5 separate regions of the Mus musculus genome follow, and regions 1, 2, 4 and 5 are each linked to region 3. A link is a contact called in public HiChIP or PLAC-seq and promoter capture Hi-C data. All regions are on one chromosome and are shown on one strand. Each heading gives the region's core, a stretch centred on a gene start, on an enhancer-like site or on the middle of the called end of the contact. The rest is flanking DNA. Distances are from core to core; before and after follow the strand shown. Region 1 has its middle 13 kb from the start of Gm22970. Region 2 overlaps Gm34061 (a long non-coding RNA gene). Region 3 holds the start of Klf5 (Kruppel-like factor 5). Region 4 has its middle 63 kb from the start of Gm22970. Region 5 has its middle 10 kb from the start of Gm22970.

Region 1 (2,700 bases), core at 41-2,540, 490 kb after region 3:
TTCTTACAGTTGTCATGGAAACTTTTTTAAAAGACCAGCATGCATAGCAGAGTGCTCTGCTAACTAACAGGTCATACTGAATTTCTGAATGTCCAGTATTGTGAAATCCACCTGCTTGAACGACCTGCTGTGTTAGTGAACTTTGCTCTTAGGTATAGCAGCAAGTCTTCAGTTATACCGAATTTCCTTCTCAAATGTACGCATGCGCTGTATTCGTCTTCTCTTTGTGCACCCCAAGTTGTTGGCCATGCTCTCAAACACATTCTTTTCAAATTCACATTTTTTTTTGGTTATTTTTAATTGAAAACAAAAAAACTTTTTCATTACATTATATTCTGAACACTAATTCCCCCTCCCCAACTCCTCCCAGATCCACCCATCCAATCCCATATTCTCTCTCTCTCTCTCTCTCTCTCACTCTCAAACAAAAAAAAAACCAAATTGGAAGCTAATTTCAATTGCAACTGTATACGAAGATAGAAATACTCCTTGATTATAGTCTAACCAGTTGGCAGATCTCTCCATATTCTTTTTGTATTGAATGGCTTTTGACTCACCAGCTGACTTTTAGAAAGAGAAGTCCGGGAACAAGAGAAAAATTCTTTTTTCTGTCCCTTAATTACACAATCAGTGAAGAATCCGAATCAAATCTAAAATGTTTTTGTAAGTATTGCTGTCAGGAAGCACTTTAGTTAAATAATCCCTGTCTGAGTTTTATGAGAAATAAAGACGCTAGAAAGAACAGGGTTGTTGTTGTTGTTTTAGCATTCTTGCTTGGATTTGTTAAGTTTTTGTCTTCTATGATTCTCCCTTATTCTTCAGAGCTAATCACCAACGACAAATATGTTCTATAAAGAATTTTTTTTTTATCAAAAGTAAAAAGATATAGTCATTTTCATGCAAGTTCCATGTTCAATTTCCTTTTACACACCCTGTAATAAATTGCAAATCATGTGTGGAATGAAGCAAGACTCGACACAAATGGTCTCTCTTGACACTTTACTCCTCAATGATCAAAGACGGGAAAAGCAATGCTGTTCATCTGCTCCGATTTTAAATAGTTGTAAAAGTGCGATGTGGTTGTGAGATACAGAAGAGTAGTATGCAGACGTGTTTTACAATCCTTGTAAGTAGAGAGGCCAGCGATGGCTGCCAGAGTAAGGGGAAACTTCATTCCCTAGAGCTTTCCCCTTATTTTCTCCCCTTATTTTCCCTCTATTTCCTGTGCTGTGTTAAGCTTCAACCTGAGGTGAAGGCTAACTTAGCTTATTTAACATATCAAAGGTGGCCTAGCCTCCAGGTTCTCCCAGCTTCCCTCTGTCCCTTTCTGTGACAGGGTAGGGGCTGGTCCTCTACCCAGAACTCTCCAGCCCAGAGGGCTGGGCTGGGCTGATCTTCCCTATACAATCCAGGCATTTTGCATACCAACATCTTTTGCATCTTTGGCCTCCTGGATGCATCCCCTGGCTCCCCTCTCCCCTTGCCTCACATGACTGTTCAGGACTCTTCCAGATGTCCCTGCCTCAGGTTCCAATCTCCCAGTCCGATCTACCAAAAAATAAAAAATAGAAAATAAAAAACCCTTTCTCCTCCCCCAAACCTAGGTTCAGTCAGTCGAGTCCTTCCCTGTTTGTTTATTTTTTTCTGTTGTTGGTTGTTTTTTTTTTTTTTCATTCATGTTGGACACAACATCTCTTTTTGTCACTAATTGGAAAATTTATACTTCTTAGAAAGTAGGAAATGAGGCTTTTCCCTACTTTCTCCGCTATAAGTTTCAGTGTCTCTGGTTTTATGTGGAGTTCCTTAATCCCTTAGATTTGACCTTAGTACAAGGAGATAGAAATGGGTCAATTCACATTCTTCTACATGATAACTGCCAGTTGTGCCAGCACCATTTGTTGAAAATGCTGTCTTTTTTCCACTGGATGGTTTTAGCTCCCTTGTCAAAGATCAAGTGACCATAGGTGTGTGGGTTCATCTCTGGGTCTTCAATTCTGTTCCATTGGTCTACTTGTCTGTCACTATACCAGTACCATACAGTTTTTATCACAATTGCTCTGTAGTACAGTTTTAGGTCCGGCATGGTGATTCTGGGAACAAAACACCCATGGAAGGAGTTACAGAGACAAAATTTGGAGTTGTGACAAAAAGATGGACCATCTAGTGATTGCCATATGCAGGGATCCATCCCATAATCAGCTTCCAAACGCTGACACCATTGCACACACTAGCAAAATTTTGCTGAAAGGACCCAGATATAGCTCTCTCTTGTGAGACTATGCCGGGGCTTAGCAAATACAGAAGTGGATGATCACAGTCAGCTATTGGATGGGTCACACGGCCCCCAATGCAGGAGCTAGAGATATTACCCAAGGAGCTAAAGGGAACTGCAACCCTATAGGTGGAATAACATTATGAACTAACCAGTACCCCGGAGCTCTTGACTCTAGCTGCATATGCATCAAAAGATGGCCTAGTCGGTCATCACTGCAAAGAGAGGCCATTGGACTTGCCAACTTTAGATGCCCCAGTACAGGGAAACGCCAGGGCCAAAAAGGGGGAGTGGGTGGGTAGGGGATTGGGGGGGTGGATATGGGGGACCTTTGAGATAGCATTGAAAATGTAAACGAGGAAAACACCTAATTAAAAAAAAATTAAAAAAAAAAAAGAAAGTAGGAAATGAAGTGATCACACTCAACT
Region 2 (2,700 bases), core at 198-2,697, 320 kb after region 3:
CTCTCCATTCCCCTTCCCTCTGCAGATCTGAAGTGTTCATTTATTAACTAGGGTCCCAGCAACCAAAACCATCAATACAATTTTATACTGATGTTTCTGAAGTATGCTCTTATTAAAGACAAATTAGAAGAAAGCAAGGTAACATTAAGAAAATAAAACAAAATAAATCAAAACAAAAAATTCTGAGGAATGCCATTAGGCTAACAGTAATAGAAACTTTACCTGTTTCTTTGCCATGTACTGAACCTGGAAACCTGGTAATGCTTTGATAACTTACAAGGATCTCGAGGAACTGTAAGATTCCAAAGTGCTTACTGATGTTTCAGAGCTCAAGCCATCCTCGTCACAGTTTCAGAAAAGATGCATTTTGCTTATGGTTAAAATTGCCAGCTGGTTATAACAGCATATTCTGATAGTCCCAGATATTCAAGAGGCCGAGGCAGGAGGATTAATCGAGTCAAGAGTTGGAGAAGAATTGGTAGAATAAGATCCTGTCTCAAACAAAACTGCGACTCCCAATCAAAAGAAAGAAACCTTAGCCTTATGGGCAATAGGTTAGATAGAAGAAAGGAAAGGAGGAAGGGAGGGAGGGAGGGAGGGAGGGAGGGAGGGAGGGAGGGAAATAGAGAGGCCATAGGTATTTTTGGTCATCCTTTAATAAGAAGAATAATTAACGAAAATACCACACAGATTGTTTTAAACCATTACCGATAACCTAGAGCTTACTGAATTTTTATGTATTTCAAGTGTGTCAATTCATTGTCTGATCACCTAATTAAAAAAGAATCCTTGGCTCTAATTCCTAGATGGTTGTTCCTATATTTTGCATGCCCTTCCTTTCTTTGGGAGTTAGAACAATAATATTCACTTCCGATCATTTGGCCTACTTTAAAAATTACACAATGAAACTGTGTTAAATAAATGTTGTTGTGTGACACCTCCAGGTGTTGGGAGGTGTTTACTGGCAGCTGGCAACGCATGTGAGAGTTCATCGGGTGTCACTGGATGTTAGTAAACATGTTTTCTTTTTACAGAGATAGTGAAGGAAAGGGCTTGGGTTGTTCTGGGAGTGGGCCAAGGGCTGGTGAAAGACTTTCCTTGTCTCTTAGTTATCAAGCCGTCACATGCTCCTGGTAGGTCTTTACCTTTAACAGTGGGGTAGACCTGGTCAGACTGTGCTAGGTTCCAATGCAAGAAGCGTCTTTAAACTTAACTGCTGTTTGCTGCTAACATTTGTCCTGTTGGCTTTTCATCTCCTGCCCTTGCTCAGATGAGCTCCAGTATGTGAATGATTCCTTGCCACTATTTGTAAAGGAAATTAATTGTACAGCTCTGTACAGCTCCCCATTGCCTTGTTTATCTCTGTGCGCACTGGGGTCTTTGAAAGGTTGTACTGTGGAATTTGTACCGTGAGTTGAATATTAATAAGATAAGAAGGAACACGTTTCTCTTTTCCTCTAGAGCCTCAGACTGGCAGCCTAAGCAGGAAGGTCAGCTCAGGAGTGCAGGCCTAGAGGTCCTGGCTCTGCACTTGGTTTCCTGTTAGGACCTCCTGGTAACTGAGAGATTACTTTATGACAGTTCAGATTTAAGTAAAGTGAGAAAGACCTTGGAGTCTTTTTTTCTCGAATTGTATGCTTTGCTTTGTCACAACCACTACATTTAAGCCTTCTGTATGCCTTCTCCTTGAAGGGATGGGAGGGGTTAGGAGGTGGCATTTAGTACAGGAAGAAAATTAAAGCATTTTAAGTTCCTAAAAAGATGCTTTGATATGCTTTTTTAATTCCTTAATATTCCAAGTACAGACGGTGTGCTTCTATAGTCTTTTCTTCTGATTGTCTCTCACCTTCCTCTTCTTGTTCGGGTCCTTATCTTCCATGCAAAGCAGGAAAAGGGTCTACAGATAAGGGTCTTGGTTGGTAAGTAAAGGACACAAAGAGGAAGTAAGTTCACATTGTGACATTTCTTTTTGCTTTTTCCTTCAGCTGATTAATAGGTAAATCCAGATGTAGCTCTTCAATCAGGGAATATTAGAGTTTGTACTCATATATTTTTCTCTCACAGGGAATACCAAGGTGTCTGGCAGCATGGGGCAGAGTCAGAGTCCTAGGATCTTTGTCAATTAAATGGATCGCTTCAGTGATCCTTCTTTAGGGAAACAGGCATGTCAATACAAACTGCATGAATCTGTAAACATCAGTAGTCCTTAGTAATTGAAGGTGCAGCACCAACTTCTAGCCCTTGCAATCTGAATTTAGGTGGTTCAACACAGGTGGGCGGGGGGGGGGGGGCTTCTACAGAGCCACAGGTAAGGCTGCCTAAACCTCATACTATACATGAGAAAAGAGGAAGTACACTCCTGAGACCCCAGCACTTGGGAGACAGAGGCAGGTACATCATTGCAAGTTCCAGGCCAGCATAGAGTGTCTAACAAGTTCTCAGATGAGGATTATGTAGTCCTTGCTATGTACTATGTACCATGTACCATGTACCATGTACTATGTACTATGTATTATGTACTATGTACTGTGTAATAAGCTTACTATGTCGTACGATCTTGTTTCTGAGAGGCAGTGGATCAGCTGGAGAGAGAACAAGATCTCAGGTTGTGCAGAGACTGATCTGCAAGCTCCAAGACCTGAGTTTGATCTTCAGAAGTTGTGTTAAGAAGCCAGGCATGCGGGCATGTATTTATAATCC
Region 3 (2,700 bases), core at 155-2,654:
TATACCTGTGATACACTCTTTCAGGTGCACTTTTTTTTTTTCCTAAGAACTTTTTAAAAAGATGCTTCACTGTAAAGGAGCGAGTGTGCTCTAGGTAGGTATTATAGTATAGTGTGCTGCCAACAGACGTAAATAGATAGCAATATTACAGGCGTCTTTTTAAGTCGCAGTTTATTGTTTCAGCTTCTCAATAAGCCAGATAAAATCATAGACAAGAACATTGAGGATTAAGGAAAGGCGTTTCCTTTGGTGTGATTACTGGCAAAAATTAAGAACAAAACCAAACCAAACCACTCACCTTCCATTAAAACAACGCAGTAAAAAGGTAGTAATATAGTTGACTGTTGCTTTCCTACCAGTTTGGATACCCAGTTTTCAGGGCTGTTGAATGTCTGTGAATGTTTGTGCCTTCTTTGGTTCCCGTTTCGTAGGAAAAGGTGACACTGTATTAGGTAGATGGGACCCATACTTCTGAATATATTAAAACTCCATTCCCCGCCCCTCCGAACACTACAGTGCTAGCAAAAATAAGCCAAAGATGTAATGTCTATTTAAATACCCGGTTGAGCTGGCTGTTAGTTCTCAAATTAGATTCCATGCTCGGGCTAGAATCAACATGGTTTAAATATTAAAAACTTCATAATTCATATGGCCCACCCCACCTTTTCCCCACATTCGGCGAAGGAGAGTAGACATGTCTGTGAAAACTTGTAGCTCCTTAAATACTGTAGGGGAAAATGTGCCCAGGTTGGTATGCAAGGACTTGAAAAAAAATGCTTGACATTTACAGATTTTATTCAGGCCACAAGGAATCTGCGAAAAGATAGATAGATCTACGGCTGAAAACACAGAAAGGAGGGCTGTTTTACGTTTGTTTTCGCACCGCCCCTTGTTTTCCTCTAAAGTACATTTTGTATACTTAAAAAAAAAAATACACTCATTGGTTAAGACTGGAAACCTCAGCTCCCCCCACCTAGCTGCCTTCTGTCTTCGGTTTTCGAGTTTCAGGTCCTTGCACAACACCTAAGACGTGCAATACTTTTTTTTCGCCCTAATCCTGGCAGAGAACAGTTCGGAGAGATCTCCCTCCGCGTCTCCACCCTGATTTCCCCCTCTTCCTAGATTCCACCCGCTCCTCTCCTTCCCTCCGCCCGCCCCGTGCTCCGCCGGCCCAATCTGTCAGAGAAGTTGTGTACAAACTGCGCCGCAGCCCTGCGCGCGAAGCTCCTGGCCCGCGAGGGGTGCGGTCGGCCCGTCGGAGGCGGGACCTCGTGGGCCTTCTTTCCTACTGGCTACCCTCTGGCCCTGGGGCCTTGCCATTGGCCACAACGCTGCCAGTCCGGTGAGCTGGCCCTGCCTCCCCGGAGTTGGGTGAAATAGAGGCGGGCGTCAAGTGTCAGTAGTCGCGGGGCAGGTACGCGCTCTCTTAGGTTGCTGGTGGAGCTTGGGGGTGGCGGGAGCGGGTTCCGGCGAGAGGGTGAGCGAGCGCTGGGGCGGGGCGGGAGAAAGTGGCTGCCCGAGGACCTCGGCGGTGACGCGTGGCCGAGCCCAGGAGCCCCGATCTCCGTGCCCGCCTTCGTGAGCGTCTGGCTGCCGGCCCAGGGGTCCCCCGCCGCGGCCCCCCGCCGAGTCCGCCGTCCCGTGCCAGCCCGAGCGAGGTGGGATCGCGATCGCTCCGTGTCCCGCTCCCGTAATCCCCAGACCGTCCATGCCCACGCGGGTGCTGACCATGAGCGCCCGCCTGGGACCACTGCCCCAGCCGCCGGCCGCGCAGGACGAGCCCGTGTTCGCGCAGCTCAAGCCGGTGCTGGGCGCTGCGAACCCGGCCCGCGACGCGGCGCTCTTCTCCGGAGACGATCTGAAACACGCGCACCACCACCCGCCTGCGCCGCCGCCAGCCGCTGGCCCGCGACTGCCCTCGGAGGAGCTGGTCCAGGTAAGCAGAGCGGCCGGCCTCCCTTCCCCGGCTCGGGCGTGTCCCGCCGCTACGAGGCGCGGGCGACAGGGGCCGCTCCAGACTGGGACGCGCGGGAACGGGTGCCCGGGTGGACAGCCCCGCCCTGCGCTCCCAGACGGGGCGCCGGGGAGTGGATGGGGGAGCAGGGCGGGGGCCCACCCGGATCTGTCCAGAGGAGCTAAAGAGAGCCGCGCGCTCGCGTGCACCTTCTCTTTGCTTGCGTGGGGATGAAAGCTTGTGCCCACGCTCAACTTGGCTTAAAATGCTTCTTGACCGCTCTCTCCCGATGGCCCTGGCCTTGGAAGTCCACCTGCCTGCGTCCTCTGGGGTGAAATAGAAATGCAAATTGGAGTACTGGGGTTTCATATACCCCCGTGGAGGCTCACCCTAGAATGTATTGTAGGGCCCCGTTTGGAAAACTAGAATCTTAAGGTTGTATTGGAACACCGCTTTTCCCTTAAAAAGAAACACGGACAAAAAAGGCCAGGGGTGTTGTTTTTCTTAGTGTGCGCGTAAATTTCCTCTCGGAGTCGCGTTGAAAGCTGGCAGTTGGCTTTTACACTTGCCCAGCAGCCGAATTAGAGCAAGCGCCTGTTTCTTTCGCCCACGCACGGGAGTCATATAGCCTAGAAAAAACTTCCCGGGACTTTTAGCTAGTCCCAAGGAAAAAAAAAATTGGAAACAGACCCACATGCAAACAGCTGGAAGAGCTAAAATCAGAAACCACTAACCGCCACGGGAGC
Region 4 (2,700 bases), core at 129-2,628, 410 kb after region 3:
TGAGTTCTTAATCCAGTTAATAAAATAATTAGGAAGTGGACTGGAAAAGACGAGTACGAAGAACCTTTCTGTTGTTTGAGGTGTAAACAACTGTGCAGGTGAGCTGCAAAATCCTAGCAGCTGTCTGGAAGTGGACAATAGAGAGAAAAGCGCACTTTTTAAGCTAGGCACTTAGGTCAGAGAAAGAGTAAGATCTCCCAGTGTGTCTCAGAAAGCTTGCTTAGGCTTTTAAATTGTATCCAAAAGAAAAAGAGAGAGAAAAAGTTAAGCTTGCTTTCTTTTGAGTAAGTCAGGAAAGCAGACAGGGTGCATGTCAGTCTGTGTAAGTGGCTGCACCGAGGGAGGGGTTTCTGGGAAGGAAAAGTGCATTACCTCATTAAGGGGATAATTATTCCTCCTATCTCCTTAGCATGTCATTAGGTGAATCAGCTTTCCTGGGAAAGGGGAGACTCCTGATTGGCAGGCCCAGCCCCACTAACTCTTAACAAAGGTGTCAGTAGCTAACGGTTTGGAGCAGAGCAGAATGTCATGTTTCTGGATCCAGAGCTATTCCATTCCTTTGACCAGGAGGTCAAAATTGTTCCAGAAGGAACAATTGTGTTGTTTTCCTTGCTAGTGTTACCAGGGACCCTGATTGTGGGGGGCGCGATCTCTCTTCAGTAGTCTTATTTAGCTACCTAAGAATGTTACAACTCACGTGTTCTTCGTGGAAAAGAGAAGCAACAGGCCTACCAGCCCACTTCTGAAAATGGTGCCAGGAGCCCAAGAAGAGACTAAAATCTTCACTACTCTGCAAAGAGCCCACCACACCACACTTGCAAATCTCCAGTGCTCCCTGGGCTCCTCCAAGGTGAAACCCATCACTTCTCTGGCTCCCTTGTAGCCGGCAGGACTGCTCTGCAGGGGAGCAGTGGGGGGAATTTAGTCTCTAGCAGAGGTAGCTGAGTTCCACCATCAGAGGGGAAACACAGTAGAAGCATAATTGTGTGGAAAGCTTGTGTAGATAGATGATCTGCCATTAATATTATATAATGCAGAAAATGCTTGCCACACTTGCAGTGTTCTTTATGAATCTCCCAGGATATTTTTATTACAGTTACGAGCAACGGTCCTTGGAAGATACACCGGCAGCTCTCAATTTTCTCGATCAACTACCATATTCTTTTCTTTACTTCTGCTCTTACATTAAAAGGCGGGCGCAGGGAGGGGGTGTTCGGGGCTCACAGATTACCTTTGCTAATTTTGAAAGAGGAAAACCTGCAGAATCAAAAGCTCAAATAGCTCACTTTAAAAGCACTTGAGAACAAGGGAAAGTTTTATGTGATTACATTAATAGCAGTGACAAATGCATGCGAAACACTTAACCGCTGTGTGTGATGCAAAGAAAACCCATTTAGGTGTCATTCAGCTTTTCCACATCGGTACAATGAGTACTCTCTGCTGTATCTTCTCAGGCAACGCTCCATTAGGATGCCATATTTTTCAGAAGCCGGTTTCCTAACCTGTCCTCCAAGAGCCCTTTTACAAAAATGGTTAAAACCCCAAATATAAAGCAATATCTTTCTGAAACTCAAAATATTTTAAAAAATAACTTCCTGAAACCCAAAATACAAAACAAAATCTTTCCTCCAATTCCACCCCTCAAAAAAAATATTTTTGGAAACATTTTGTCTTTGTAAAGATATGATTTTTATTTACCAATTGGTTATCTCTAATACTTTCTCTCCAAAGGAAATAAACTATGCAAAATGAGCTAGGGTCCCTGATAAGAGAGTTCCAAGGTCAGCATCATGAAGAAGAGAAAAAAAATACATGGGGGGGGGGCAGAGGGAAAAGCAACAGAGTGTAGAGAAATTGGGGAGGGAAGAGTAGACAGATTGCAAGGAGACAGGAGGGTTAGAGATGATGGCTCTGAGCAAGCTTTAAGCCAGTTGGCTCCCCATGACCGCAGACTGAGAAAGCTTTGAAATTTCAAGAGAATTTAGCAATGTTCCTCTGATCCTACCGTCTCTGAAACCAAGTTTTCCAGCTGAGATAGCATGTACACTGTAGGAAAAAAATTAAAAAAAGGGGGTTGGGGGGCGGAGAAGGTCGACCTCCAGCTGACTAACTGTGGCCCTCGTAATTCACTGGGCTAACCTAACTTTCCCATTTCCACATTAGAAAGCACTCAGGGGTTCAAGAACCCTTTTTATCTCTGTTTCTGGAGAAGCAACTGACTCAGCCTTGGAGTTAGGAAGAGGCACTTCAGGGTCACATGGAGGGCCTCCTGAGGATCCTGAAGGTGCTTATAGCTTCCTCTTGTGGGATGTGAGCAAGATTCTTCCAGGCATGTCGCCCCATCCTTCTGAGCTGCCCACATCCTTTGAACCTCTTTTCTGTTTTGGTCATTGTCAATAGTCTTCCTGGGAGAATCAAGTTAGTCTGTCTAGGATATCCCAGGATTTACAGCTGCCTTGTTTTTTTACTGGGAAAGTGGGAAAACTGAAGAAGAACAGAGTATTTCTAGTAGAATAAATTAGGTAGAGTTTTTCCAGAGCAGACAGGAGGTCAGGCAGGTAAGGGCTTTGGAGAGCAGAGACTCTTTCTCTTCCAATCCAGCTGGTCCTTCCCCAACAGCTACACAGAGAGTCCTCATGGAGAACCAGTCCTTCTGGTGGACTCTTATCTCTGCCCTCAAAACACCTTCAAAGATTCCCA
Region 5 (2,700 bases), core at 194-2,693, 460 kb after region 3:
GTGGCCACAGGATGACTTGACATACCTCCAGCAGGAAGGCAAATGGGCACAAATGATTGTTTCACAGCTCCGTGGCCACAGGCTGTTTCGTTTCTATCCGAGGTGAGGCAGAAGTAGCTTTTGTTCTTTTTAACATGAAGGGATTTTAGTTTGTTGCCCACAAATGAAGTTATAGACATTTTAGAATAGTAACTAAAATTTATTATTTTTTGAGTATTTTTTCCCTTAATTTTCTTACCAACTGACCTTGCAGATTAACCCGTTTCTCAATTGCTGACCATTTAAAGGAGAACTGAAAAGGAAGCCTTCTGCCTGCTTTAAACAGATATGAGCAGGATAGAAAGAAGGTGAAATTATTTATGACCCTGAACTTATTGTGAGGAATAACAGTTTGAAACTTGGTCCAAGTAGTGTCTGACCTCCAGGAGGATGGAGTTTGGGACAGCTAGAGACAGGAAAGGAAGAGATGCATGTTAGGTGGCTTTTATAAAGGATGTTACCAGGTCATTGCCATACACTTTTCACTTTCTGAGAAGACTGTAGACTTTTTTTCTTTTCCTTCAGAGACATGGCAGATGTCTAAAGTTTGGATTTGGATCAAGCCAGCCAACATTTCAGTCTCACCCAAATTGGAAATCATGATATTCTCTGGGTAACTATATTTTCTGATAAAACCACGCCTTATAAATTGAGGATGGAAATATGTATAAATAAATACCCACATTTGGAAACCAGCATACAGAACATAGATATACCTGTGTATATATGGAAAAAGCACATTAGAAATCAGACATGAAAAGAAAATTAAATCCATGCATCCATCTTTGTGGGCAGCATCCAAAGCAGCAGAGTCAAGTTTTAAGTTTAAATATTATGTTACAGTATGGATTAATGCACTGGATTCTAACTCAAGAAGAGATGTGTGAAACACAGCATGAAGCAAAGAAGGAACAAGAGAGCAGAAATTACTGAAAATCTATTTGCTGCCTTAGAGAAAAACACCTGATCAACAGATTATTTTTGAGAAGCTAATAAAATAGATAAATCTTTGTCCAGATTTCTCAACCGGGGAGAAAAACAGTATTAGAAATACAAGAGAGGAGCCGTATCTATAGATACAGCCTAGAGAGAAAATAATAATAAGAAAATTAGTAATTTTGTGTTCATAAATCTACATACTTGAGTGAATAGGTAATTTCCTGGAAAAAAATAACATCAAAACTGACTCGTGAAAAATATAATACAGCTGAGTTGTGTGTGCACACACACACATGCACACACCAGACACTGACCAGAATATTTTATAAACTCTCCCACGTATCCCATGAGTTGAGTCATCCTTTTTATACCTAACCACTTCACTCACAGTGAGACAACTCTTTAGTGCTGGATTAGTATTCACACAGAACTTGGGATACTTGATATAGAGAAATACTACACCAGAAAGAGAAAGTGGACCTCAATGACCTTTGTCCTCAGAAATGCAACCTTCCTCTTAAACAAAGCCAAGCCTAGCAAAGTATTTGTTTCCCCGTAGTTTCCACATTTGAGGTTAAAAGAAGAAATGTCACGTGCTGATCCTATTGCTTGTACAAATACAGTGGACTGAATTTAGTAACTTCTGAGATGGTAAATACTCTTAGATGACCAGAATCAAGACTGTTTTATTTGTCCCAATAACAAGTATGTTTCAAACAACTCACAACTCAAACAGTATAAGAAAAGCTTAAAGTATCCAATTAAAATATAAAAATGTGACACATTAAACAGTTGGCCTTTGAAACCAATTTAATCTGGAATCTCTCCCACCACAAAACCAGGAAGTAAAAAAAAATGGGGAAAAAAGAGGAAAGTTTGTCTTCAGTATGGATGATTTGATTAGAAGCACAGGATTGAAAGAGACTCAGGAGGGGAGCAGAACAAATGAGCAGTTCAGAGGGTATTGACATATGAGTGTAATTCAAAAATCAGAAGGTGTAATTTAAACAATATTAACAACAAATACATAAGATACCTAGGAAAAAAATGTAACAAAAGTACATAGGACCTCTTTTTTTTAAATATAATGTATTTATTTAATTATTTATTTATTTTAGATTTATTTATTTATTATAGAAGTACACTGAAGCAGTCTTCAGACACACCAGAAGAGGGCATTAGATCTCACTACAGATGGTTGCAGCCATCATGTGGTTGCTGGTATTTGAACTTATGACCTTTGGAAGAGCAGCCAGTGCTCTTAACCACTGACTGAGTCATCTCTCCAGCCCCTATATAGGACCTCTTGAGAAATTATTATAACATTATTGAAAGATATTAAAAACATTAAAGTTACTACAGAAGATGTGTCCAGAGTGAGAAATATCAATATAAAAATAATATGAATTCTCATATTATAGCCATAACAAGTCAAGCAAACTGTGACATTGGGTGCTATTCATCACACTGCAAACAACTAGTGAGCCAAATGCATACTTTATTTCCTTTTCCATTTAAAATAGTACTCACAAAAGCTAAAGCAGACTGTATTCCTTTTTAAAAAATATTCTATTCATTCTTTGTAAAACTTAGGCAGTATACTTTGACGATACACATTCCCAACTCCATTTGAGTTCTTCTAAATTAATTCTTACTTCCTTTCCCTCCAATTTTCGGTCCTCTGTGGTTCATAGTTTTATTTAATAACTCATTGACTCCAAT

What was found. Promoter capture Hi-C pulls out the DNA fragments that hold promoters and counts their contacts. HiChIP or PLAC-seq counts read pairs in DNA pulled down with a chosen protein or histone mark.
Region 1: a promoter capture Hi-C map of embryonic stem cells shows a contact between it and region 3, with 5 times the contacts expected there. The contact joins the enhancer-like site here to the promoter of Klf5 in region 3. A contact is called at or near these places in 7 of 39 promoter capture datasets (cranial neural crest, embryonic stem cells, liver and 2 more), 1 of 15 datasets of contacts at CTCF or cohesin (the NIH/3T3 cell line), 3 of 484 Hi-C or Micro-C datasets (embryonic stem cells and nephron progenitors), 10 of 115 datasets of contacts at active chromatin or transcription factors (embryonic midbrain, embryonic stem cells, forebrain and 3 more) and 3 of 9 other capture datasets (adipose tissue, embryonic stem cells and pancreatic islet).
Region 2: a contact with region 3 is called in an H3K4me3 HiChIP or PLAC-seq map of intestinal villus epithelium, with 7 times the contacts expected there. The contact joins the enhancer-like site here to the promoter of Klf5 in region 3. A contact is called at or near these places in 9 of 39 promoter capture datasets (the 3T3-L1 cell line, the C10 cell line, cranial neural crest and 4 more), 1 of 15 datasets of contacts at CTCF or cohesin (the NIH/3T3 cell line), 16 of 484 Hi-C or Micro-C datasets (the AML12 cell line, the C2C12 cell line, the HL-1 cell line and 8 more), 15 of 115 datasets of contacts at active chromatin or transcription factors (the NIH/3T3 cell line, astrocytes, embryonic basal ganglia and 8 more) and 3 of 9 other capture datasets (adipose tissue, embryonic stem cells and pancreatic islet).
Region 4: a contact with region 3 is called in an H3K4me3 HiChIP or PLAC-seq map of embryonic basal ganglia, with 3 times the contacts expected there. The contact joins the enhancer-like site here to the promoter of Klf5 in region 3. A contact is called at or near these places in 6 of 39 promoter capture datasets (the 3T3-L1 cell line, 3T3-L1-derived adipocytes, hippocampal neurons and 2 more) and 7 of 115 datasets of contacts at active chromatin or transcription factors (the NIH/3T3 cell line, SST interneurons, craniofacial prominence and 4 more).
Region 5: an H3K4me3 HiChIP or PLAC-seq map of intestinal villus epithelium shows a contact between it and region 3, with 6 read pairs. The contact joins the enhancer-like site here to the promoter of Klf5 in region 3. A contact is called at or near these places in 6 of 39 promoter capture datasets (the SN4741 cell line, cranial neural crest, embryonic stem cells and 3 more), 1 of 15 datasets of contacts at CTCF or cohesin (the NIH/3T3 cell line), 7 of 484 Hi-C or Micro-C datasets (the C2C12 cell line, embryonic fibroblasts, muscle stem cells and 4 more), 10 of 115 datasets of contacts at active chromatin or transcription factors (embryonic forebrain, embryonic midbrain, embryonic stem cells and 5 more) and 3 of 9 other capture datasets (adipose tissue, embryonic stem cells and liver).

What each region holds. Positions count from the first base shown.
Region 1 is chr14:99,785,216-99,787,915 of GRCm38.p6, forward strand. No RefSeq gene overlaps it. Among named protein-coding and RNA genes, the nearest start is that of Gm22970, 13 kb to the left of the region's middle. Within about 2 kb of position 1,291, at least 16 of the 459 cell types and tissues checked have an H3K27ac peak or open chromatin away from gene starts, as enhancers often do. A contact at or near this core is called in embryonic stem cells, where this site is marked.
Region 2 is chr14:99,615,719-99,618,418 of GRCm38.p6, forward strand. The region is part of intron 1 of Gm34061 (a long non-coding RNA gene); the gene reads left to right. Among named protein-coding and RNA genes, the nearest start is that of Gm33880, 18 kb to the right of the region's middle. Within about 2 kb of position 1,448, at least 18 of the 459 cell types and tissues checked have an H3K27ac peak or open chromatin away from gene starts, as enhancers often do. A contact at or near this core is called in intestinal villus epithelium and liver, where this site is marked.
Region 3 is chr14:99,297,287-99,299,986 of GRCm38.p6, forward strand. Klf5 (Kruppel-like factor 5) reads left to right here and starts at 1,405. Exons shown (of 4, transcript NM_009769.4): 1 at 1,405-1,936. The coding sequence starts at 1,709.
Region 4 is chr14:99,709,568-99,712,267 of GRCm38.p6, forward strand. No RefSeq gene overlaps it. Among named protein-coding and RNA genes, the nearest start is that of Gm22970, 63 kb to the right of the region's middle. Within about 2 kb of position 1,379, at least 6 of the 459 cell types and tissues checked have an H3K27ac peak or open chromatin away from gene starts, as enhancers often do. A contact at or near this core is called in embryonic basal ganglia, where this site is marked.
Region 5 is chr14:99,762,033-99,764,732 of GRCm38.p6, forward strand. No RefSeq gene overlaps it. Among named protein-coding and RNA genes, the nearest start is that of Gm22970, 10 kb to the right of the region's middle. Within about 2 kb of position 1,444, at least 11 of the 459 cell types and tissues checked have an H3K27ac peak or open chromatin away from gene starts, as enhancers often do. A contact at or near this core is called in the C2C12 cell line and intestinal villus epithelium, where this site is marked.